3 separate regions of the Mus musculus genome follow, and regions 2 and 3 are each linked to region 1. A link is a contact called in public Hi-C data. All regions are on one chromosome and are shown on one strand. The core of a region is the stretch at or near the end of the contact, and the rest is flanking DNA. Distances in the headings are between cores, read along the strand shown. Region 1 has its middle 67 kb from the start of Gm14635. Region 2 holds the start of Bcor (BCL6 interacting corepressor). Region 3 has its middle 43 kb from the start of Gm46687.

What was found. Hi-C and Micro-C count contacts between places; a contact is called where the count stands out from the background.
Region 2: a contact with region 1 is called in a Hi-C map of differentiating embryonic stem cells, with 2.3 times the contacts expected there. The contact joins the promoter of Bcor here to the enhancer-like site in region 1. A contact is called at or near these places in 13 of 484 Hi-C or Micro-C datasets (the G1E-ER4 cell line, cerebral cortex, differentiating embryonic stem cells and 2 more), 7 of 115 datasets of contacts at active chromatin or transcription factors (embryonic limb bud, embryonic stem cells and stem cell-derived neural progenitor cells) and 2 of 9 other capture datasets (adipose tissue and pancreatic islet).
Region 3: a contact with region 1 is called in a Hi-C map of liver, with 2.8 times the contacts expected there. The contact joins two enhancer-like sites. A contact is called at or near these places in 11 of 484 Hi-C or Micro-C datasets (differentiating embryonic stem cells, embryonic stem cells and liver), 8 of 115 datasets of contacts at active chromatin or transcription factors (the SCID.adh cell line, embryonic stem cells and hepatocytes) and 1 of 9 other capture datasets (embryonic stem cells).

What each region holds. Positions count from the first base shown.
Region 1 is chrX:12,286,501-12,289,346 of GRCm38.p6, reverse strand. No RefSeq gene overlaps it. Among named protein-coding and RNA genes, the nearest start is that of Gm14635, 67 kb to the left of the region's middle. Within about 2 kb of position 1,411, at least 44 of the 459 cell types and tissues checked have an H3K27ac peak or open chromatin away from gene starts, as enhancers often do. A contact at or near this core is called in cerebral cortex, differentiating embryonic stem cells, embryonic limb bud and 2 more, where this site is marked.
Region 2 is chrX:12,079,149-12,081,994 of GRCm38.p6, reverse strand. Bcor (BCL6 interacting corepressor) reads left to right here and starts at 1,442. Exons shown (of 15, transcript NM_029510.3): 1 at 1,442-2,177.
Region 3 is chrX:12,134,148-12,136,993 of GRCm38.p6, reverse strand. It overlaps a transcript of Bcor not described here. Among named protein-coding and RNA genes, the nearest start is that of Gm46687, 43 kb to the right of the region's middle. Within about 2 kb of position 1,368, at least 257 of the 459 cell types and tissues checked have an H3K27ac peak or open chromatin away from gene starts, as enhancers often do. A contact at or near this core is called in differentiating embryonic stem cells, hepatocytes and liver, where this site is marked.

The DNA of each region.
Region 1 (2,846 bases), core at 162-2,661:
GGGCTTAGTGGCGGAGAACTGCGCGTGCTTTCCCAGTGGACCTCAACTATAGCTTTGTTTCTCAGCCTTTGCTCCAATTGTCACCTTCAAGAGGATTCTCTGATCACCCTATTCAATACAGTCACTGTCCTAGCAGCTCATTGTCCCCTCCCTCTGCCCTTTCTGTCTTTTTCCTTTTGCTGTAGCAAGCCTCTGTTATTTGTTATGCTGTCTCCTGTCAGTCCCAGGGCCCCTACAGTGCAAGTTGTGATAGTGGTAGGAGTTTTGGTCTGTTCATATTGGCTCCTAGCACCTCAGGCTGTAGGCCCCACTGCTGTAGAAAGAGCCACTCCCTGAACCCTTGCCATTATAAAAGCTTTATAGCAGCCTTGTACGTAAGATGAAACCTGTCTATCATCCCAGCGCGCCAGGGGAGAGGGGGTGAGAATCAAAAGTTTGAGGCCAGCCTGGGCCAACTTAGGAAGTTTCAGACCAACACAAGTTACAGAGGTGTGTGTGTGTGTGTGTGTGTGTGTGTGTGTGTGTGTGTGTGTGTTGGGGATGACACATGCCTTTAATCGCAGCATTTAGGAAACAGGCAGACTCTCTGAGTTCAAGGCCAGCCAGATCTACAGGCAGGATAGTCAAAGCTACAAACCCAGTGGGAGGCAAGGTGGGCGTGGAGTTAGGGGTAGGGGGGGATGGTGAACAAGCAGTTGTCAGAAGACTCCATTTATCTGTTTCCCAGGAACAGGTGGGGGCAGAGGGGCTCCCTCCCCCCCTAGCATTGCTCTCCCAAATATTTCCTATCTCTGAACAGCTGTTTTCCTCTGGCAAGGGATATGTCCCCACCAGGAGGTGAACTATGGCCTTTAGCAGGAGGGACCAGACTCCCAGAGCAGACTAATGGAGCTTGGTGACCTGTTAGAAGCAGGGAGGCCTCAACCCCACTTTCCTTCTCACTGGGGAGTGCAGCCGGTGGCCCTGCCCACCGAAGCTCTCACTCAGACCCTAGGGAAAATACTTCGGCCTCTTCAGGTAAACCCTCACAGGAGCGCCTACCCTTGACAAAAAAAAAAAAAAAAAAAAAAAAAAAAAAGGGGGGGGGGTGGCGGAGTGGAGATTATCCCAGCCTTCCCCCGGCCAAGGTCTGGGAGACTCAGCAGGATCTGCATCTAATTAGAGCCCAGAGGCAGGCAGCCAGTGTTTGCTGGCGGTGCATCCTTCCTTTACAAACAGATTGGGATTCACATTTTCTGTTTTTGTGGGTTTTTTTTTTTCCTTTTTCTGTCTTTTGTTTTGTTTTGTTTTTCGTTTTTGCGAGAGAAGCTCACGTGGAACCTGCTGGGTTTCACCAGCCTGGCCTGCTGCAGTCCACCGAGCACCACCGGCGCTAACCTCCATAGCCGCTCATTCAGTAAACAAATGGGTCCCTGCCACAGGCACGGCTTGCCTGGCTGGCCTGGCTGGGGAACAAACCGGAAGGAAAGGCAAGGACTCCAGGGTGATGGTGGGGGTTGAAGGGATGCTGGCACATCAAAGGGGTCCCCTCAGGCCAAGCCCTTGGAAACTGCTTTGATCTCCTCATTACTGCTATTCATCTTGGGTCCAGCCTGAGACAAAAGGAGTACCCTGAAGGGGCAGCCTCGGAGGGCCAGCCCTACTGTGGCTTTTCTCTATGGGCTAAAGGGACCTCAGGCAACTGAGGCAGGCACCAGAACCCCTGAACCCCAGCCAGGTCCTAGCTGACTAAGACCCAGAGAACTGCCAATCAAGAGAAGAGAACGGGGTCTTCTGGCTAGTGAAAAGCCGAGGTTAGACCTAAAGCAGCAGCCAGTGCGGGAGAAGAAAGTCCCCTGTGACTTTGGGCCCTCAGAACAACACCTTATTGAGAACAGCACTCGTTTTGCGCCTGGTATTGTGCCCATTACTCCCAGTATCACCCAGAACTCCACCCACTTGCCTGGTTTACAGACAAGGAGACAGGCTCAGAGGGATGAAGCGCACCGCCACTCAAAACTCGTGGGCTGGGAGGCTTCGACACTTCCGCCCGCTCTCACTTTCTTCCTTTCCCTGCTCCTCGTCGAGAGGTGAACAATAAACCCATCAGTTAGCCCGAGCGTGGGCCCGCTGCTCTTTTTTCCTTTCTCTTCGCAGCTCCATTGGCTCCCTGAGAGATCAAAGTTCTGAGAGGTGTGGAGTGCAAGTTGTTTGGGGAGCAGAGGGGCAAAGGTGTGGAAATGAAGGCCACTGGAGCCTTCTAGCCAGGGAAGTCTTGACAAACTGCCCTGTTGGGACTTTGGTGGATCTCATGACCACAGGAGGCGCCATCCAATGGGATGTAATGTTCGTACTGGCCACCCCCAGACTTTCCACACACGCCGGGTTAGGTAGTGAGGAAAACTTTTAGAAAGGGCATTTCTGTCAAGGCAACTGTCAGTTCCAGTCCAGACCACAGTCCCCTGGGTGCGGGGAGCAGAAATGGAAAGACCTGAAGGGTTTGGGGAGGAGGATGCAGAGAAAGGGCAGAGGCCGAAGGAGGGGCGTGGAGAAGGCCCTGCCCCGTCCCCACCGGTTGGGGGAGGGAGACCCTGGCCACATCAGGAGTGTGTGGTGAGGAAATGAGGCCTCCTCAAGAACGAGCTGCAAATGAGAACCGTATGGAGTCTCCAGCTCCCCAAGGAGCACAGGGAAAGGATACAGTGGCGGTGGCCTCCGTGGGAGCCTTATCATCTCTACCGAAGTTAACCAGTCAGGAAGATCTGCTTTCCATCTCCACAGCCTGGGAGCCAGGGGCAGGGAGCCCTGGGAGGTGAAGCACTTCTCAGTAGGTCCATGATCTGAGAGGGGGCTGCCCCAACCTGCCA
Region 2 (2,846 bases), core at 193-2,692, 210 kb after region 1:
GGTAACCTTTTGGCCTCGGTGTCAGGGCTCCCAGCCTGTGTGCCTTGACTTCCCTTCCCGCCAGCTTTTCAAACTGGAGCGGTGTTCGTCCTTGAGGCTCTGCATTCCGGGGAGGCCTGAACCTCGCTTCTCGGCTTCCCCCTTTCGCTTGCCTGCCCTTCCCCGCCCCCCATCCCCCCCTGGCGCCCAGAGCTGCTCCTGGTGCGTAGGAGAAGCTCGATACGTGTCAATTGGATTGAACTGCTGCGGGCGCAGGCTGTACACTGCCGCCGAGCCTTGATCTGCACGACGTTACCGAGTGAAAATTTATGGGCTGAACGGTGAAGCCAAAAGTTGTTCCCGGCCAAGTAAAATAAAACGCGGGAGATACTCTCACGAGGCCGAGGTGAGAGACGAGGGCAGACCTTCCAGCCATCGGAGGTCCGGACTGTGAAATGCTTAAGAACTGGGAGAAACTCAGGCTCATCCCAGGTCCCTTTATGGTCCTCCCACCCCCTTGTGTCCCCAAGAGCAGCCCCCCACCTCAACACAATTCCCACACAATTGAAATGTCCGGGGAGCAAGGGCGCGGAACTGCCACTGTTGCGGGTGGTGGTGTTTTCACGTAGCTCTTAGCGCCTTAAGGGGAAGTAGCTCCTCTGGGAAGAAGGGGCGAGGTGCGGTGGGGGTGGACGCCCACGCGCACTCAGGCTCTGCTGGGCTGGCTCTCGGAGGGGACGCTAGGCCGGGAGAGCGCAGCGCTGGTGGCGAGAGGAGGCAGTGGCGCCTGCCGCTGGGGTTTGACAGCTTTGGCTGAGAGGAGTGCGAGGCGCTTTATGGTAATTGCGGTCCTCCACTGGCCTTCTGGGTAGCAAGGGGAGTCTCGGCGCGCGGCAGGGAAAGCCTCCCCCGCCGCCCCGCCGCCCCGCCGCCCCCCATTCTTGGGGCTGGGGATTTGTTGGCCGACCTAGCCGTCGCCGCTGCGGAGTCGGTCTCCAATACCCTAGGACGTGAGCCCTGGCTGGGCGTGAATGCTAACTCGGCCGGAGCTGGGACGGAGAGGACAGAGGGCGGTAGAGTTGGGGGGGGGGTACGAGGACACGACCCGCCACCCAGGTGGTTTGGGGTTCAGATGTGGCGAGGCCCCAATGCACCCGGCTGGGAATCCGTGAGGGCCGGGGAAAGTCGGGCGAACCTTTCCTGGGGAATCACCCCCTCCCGAAACCCCACCGCGGAGGCGCCGCAGCGGAGGGTGAGCGGAGACTGGGGATCTCAAACTTGCGAGAGCTGGAGGCGGCGGCGGCGGCGGGCGGGCGGGCGGCTGTCGCTCGAGCGCTGCGCCTGAGGGGGGAGGGGAGGCGGCTGTTGGGAGGGAGGGAGGGAGGGCGGGCGGAGGGAGGGGGAGGAGGAAGAGGAGGGAACCTGGGAGGGGGGACGCGTTGGGATCGCGGCGTGCGGCAGCAGACGGAGCCTGAGCTCCCAGCGGCAAGGTGAGGCAGAGCTGCGCTCCGGGCCGAACGGCGACCGAGCTCTTCGGCCGAGGGGGAGACGCGCCGGAACCCAGAGCACGACCGAGAGCGGGAGCGAGGCGGGCGGCGGTGGCGGAGGGGGAGCACGCGAGCCGCCGGGCGGAGAGCCCGAGCCGCGCTGTCGCCGCGGAGGGACGACTTGGCCAACACACTCGCTCACACACACTCACACACACACCCAGCCCGAGCGGGCGCTCTCGGCGAACCGTCAACATGGCGCTGGGGCTCTTGCCCGAGCGCGGGCGGCAGCGGCGGCGCGGGAGCTGCTGAGGGTGACAGAGCTCGGGCCAGCTGCGGGAGGAGAGGATCGCGCGGGGCCGTCGCCACCTGCCCTGAAGCTCGCAGCCCGCCCCGCCCCGCCCCACCCCCACGCGGCCCAGAGCCCACCCCTCCGCCGGGCCGACCCCGAGGGCAGCAGAGCGGCTGCAGTCGGCGGCGAGCGAGCGCGGCGCTGGGAGTGGACTGCGGGCACCAGAGGAAGCCAAACTTTGCTGCTCGCTGCGCTTTCCCGGCCGGGCTCCTTCACGTAGCCGCCCTCTCCCGACCCCGCACACATTCACCCAGCCAGCCGCCCCCGGATCTTCCTCGCCGCCTGGACTCCGCTCCGGGGAAAACTTCAAAGCGCCGGATCGCAGGGCTCCCTGCCTACTTCCCGACTGGGGATTTCAGGTCAGTGCCCGGAACACCTTTCCCCGGGGGCCGCGGGCGGGCTGGCGCGCCGGGGACTGCAGCCGACCTCCTCCCTCCGAGGGTTTCTCCTCCGACTTCGGTAGACCCCCGTTGGGAGGCTTAGCTACCTTGCTCGCTTTCGGTTTTACATCAGAGCTGCAAGTTATTAAAAATGCAGCCAACCTAAGCGGCCCCCGCATGGGCACCAGGGAGGGAGGGACTCGACGGAGGACCTGCCGCCTCCCGAGGGGTTGGGAGGATCGGGAGTTGAACGAGTGGAAGTTTGCAGCCTCTGTGTGTCTGCGCGGGAGCGCGGTCGTCGCCGAGCGTCGGGAGTCAGGCGGGGGGGGGGGTGCTGGGCTGGAAGCTGGGAACCTCGTCTCGGCGTTACCTCGCTAGCAGGAAGGGGAGGGCGGCGGGTTCCCGTCTGCTTTCTTTTTCGACTCGGAAAAGAACTGTAAAAACCCCCAGCCGCCGCCGCTTCGTCTGGCCTCTCCTGGGGCCCGGCGGTGCCTCCGAGTGGAACGCCGGCTTGAGCGTGCGCTAGTGTGTGCGGCGGGCGCCTCGGACCGAGCCGAGCTCGACCTGCCGTCGTCGCTCAACTCCGGAGGGGAGTCCCGGGTTTTTCCTTGGCTTGCCCCAAAGCGTGAATCACGTGGAATAACGGGG
Region 3 (2,846 bases), core at 119-2,618, 150 kb after region 1:
CCGTAATGCCTTCCGTCTGCGAGAGCCGGAGGACCTTGGCTGACCTTTCGGAAACTGATTGCAACTGCCTGTTAACAGCCCGTACTGACCGCACTGAGCGGAGCGGAGGACAATCATTTAAGTGACAGACGGCGAGGTGGCCCCGGCTCAGTTGAGCGGCCTGGTTAAGCCCTCCCCTCCCCCCTCCCCAGCTACTCCCCCAGCTCCGGGTGCACTGCGGGCCGTGGCCAGCTCTCTGGAGAGCGGGGAGGGCGCACCGTGAGCGCCTGTGAGTGTGAGTGCGTGTCTGCGATTATGGGCCGAAGGGTTAACCCTTTGCAGAACGCCGCCGGGGTCCTTTGAAGCCGAGCGCTGCCGGCTTAATCTGCCATTTGCAGAAGAGGAATAAAGAGGCTGCCTTGTCCTACTACCCCTAATGGGTAAACTGTACTCTCTTAGCGTGACCCGGTCACTGTCCCTGCTGCTGCCGAGGAAAGATCTCGACCCTTGGATCTTCTGCCATGGCGCTATGTAACCTCCCTGCGCTTTCCTCTTTTTCCTCACAGAAACAAGGAACAGCGCGGGGACAGCGCAAAGCGTCCAAAGGCTTTAAGGTTCGCGATGCAGTGGACGTGGGTGTTCCTGGTGTTTTCTGTTTTGGAAACTGGAAAAAGGGGAGGTGGGCTCACAGCAGGAAGGGCAGGTGGGGGAGGGGGAGGCTGGTGACAGGGCACCTCGGGCTTCTCTCTCTCTCTCTCTCTCTCTCTCTCTCTCTCTCTCTCTCTCTCTCTCTCTCTCTCTCTCTCTCTCTCTCTCTCTCTCTCTCTCTCTCTCTCTCTCTCTCTCTCTCTCTCTCTCTCTCTCTCTCTGGAGAGATCGCCAGCTGCTCTCCAACAGGCAGCGCCCTGAAATCTATTTAAAGAGAGGGAAAGGGGAGGAGAACAAAGGGGGAGGAGGGGGGCGGCGAGAGAGCAGGGAGGATCCGCCGCTCCGCGGGCACATCAAGCGCTCACATCTGTACACTCCGCGATCGATGGGGAGAATGGATAATATTTGTCAGCTGCAGACCTTTCTCTTCCCGGTTCCCAGGAAGGGGAGGGGGCAAGGGAGGGGGAGGGGCAGGCAGACCAGGCGAGAGAGGCCGCGTCAAGGACAGCGCGCCTCCCGCTGCAGCCGCACGGAAACCCAGTGCCCAGAAAGCCGGCAGATTTTTTTCTCTTATTATCATTATTAATTATTTTTTATTATTCCACAGCAGCCAGCGAGCGCTCAGCCGCGCCCCTCCCCCGCTCGCCTGCCGCCTCCCTTTGTTGATTTTCAGCTGCAAGCGTGGCGGGCCCGAGCCACCGCCGCCGCGGAGCACGATTTGCTCTTGCGCCCTGGGTCGCAGCTGCGGCCCAGGAAGTCAGGGCTCCGCCCCCGCCCCCGCCCCCCGAGGCGCGGCAGATCCTGTCCACCAAGCGCGCGCGCGCGCGCGCGCACACACACACACACACACACACACACACACACACACACACACACACACACACACACACACACACACTCATCGGTGGCCAGCCACCAGGCTATCCTAGCAGTACTTTGCTGCGGCTTTGCGTCCCCCAAAGCCCAGGCGCTGGCTGCCTCGACCAGGAGCCAGCCGTGGGCCGCACACCGGCCTTCACCACCCCCTTCCCCGGCCGCGGCACTCTGATGCCGCCACCCTCACACATGGTCTTCATTTAGCACACTAGCGGCTCGCTTCCTCTCTGCTCTTCTCCTCGGGGCTTTTCAGAGCGAGGAGGGAGGTTTAGAGGAAGTTAGAAACCTTGTGAGCCCACGGGGAAGGGGGAAACCCTCGTTAGCAGTCTGAGCTTCCGAGACGGAGGGGAGCGTCCTACGGGGGATAGGACAGAGCCTAGGTGCCCTCCCCTCCCTTGAATGTTAGGAAGGCTAAGTGAGAGGTGGCAGTCTCACCCATTCGTCCTTTTGCCTGTTAGACCTTATATCGCTAACCTAGTGGTGCCCTCAGCTAGTTGGAGACGGATTGGGTAGGGTGGAGTGGGAGTTGATGGGACAGGCAGTCAACGAATGAGACCTAAGATAGCTCAGACTGACCCAACCGTAATGGCTAGCTCACCAAACCTTTCCCATTCACCCCAGGTTGAAAACCTAAAACGGATGACCCACCAATTGGCCTGGGTCCACTGTGTTGCGGAAGATGGAGGAGGGGAGCTGCAGAGATTCGGGGTTTATTTGTATACCCTCATCCTCCTGCGATACCAAGCCAGCCAGAGGTGGCGTCCCTGACTGCTCTGCGGTCCTGGGCAGGGCAGGAAGCTGGCGCGGCCGCCGACTGGGCAGGCACCACTTGGCCTAGCCCGCTGTTCGCTGGAACTCGCGAAGCACCATCACTCTGAGTTGAGTTCCCGAGACTCCGGCCTGGTCACCCTGAGCTGTTTTCCTCCCACATCGTCAGTTGGCCTCTCTCGCAAGTCTCCTGATCTCCCGCCATCTGCTTTTCCCTTCCTTGACCGATCTCTGGAACTTCGAAATACATTCAACCGCCTTTTCTGAGATTCAAAGTTTTGTGTTTCCCCAGGGGTTAGCAGCCTAATGCTTCCCCCGTTTCCCGGAACAAAGCAAGTATTCAGCCGGGAGGGGGGCAGGCTGAGTATCCTCTCCCAGCAGCGCCTGGCGCCTGTGCAGGTTCAGAACACTCTCTTTTGAATGCAGGTGCCTTGGTGTGAGTGAGTGTGTGTGTGTGTGTGTGTGTGTGTGTGTGTGTGGTGGTGGGGGGGGGGGGGCTTTCTTTCCTCCGTCTCTCCGGGGAGCCCGAGAGGACACTTGTGTTTAGGCGAGGTTCTCACCCCGAGCTAGGAGGG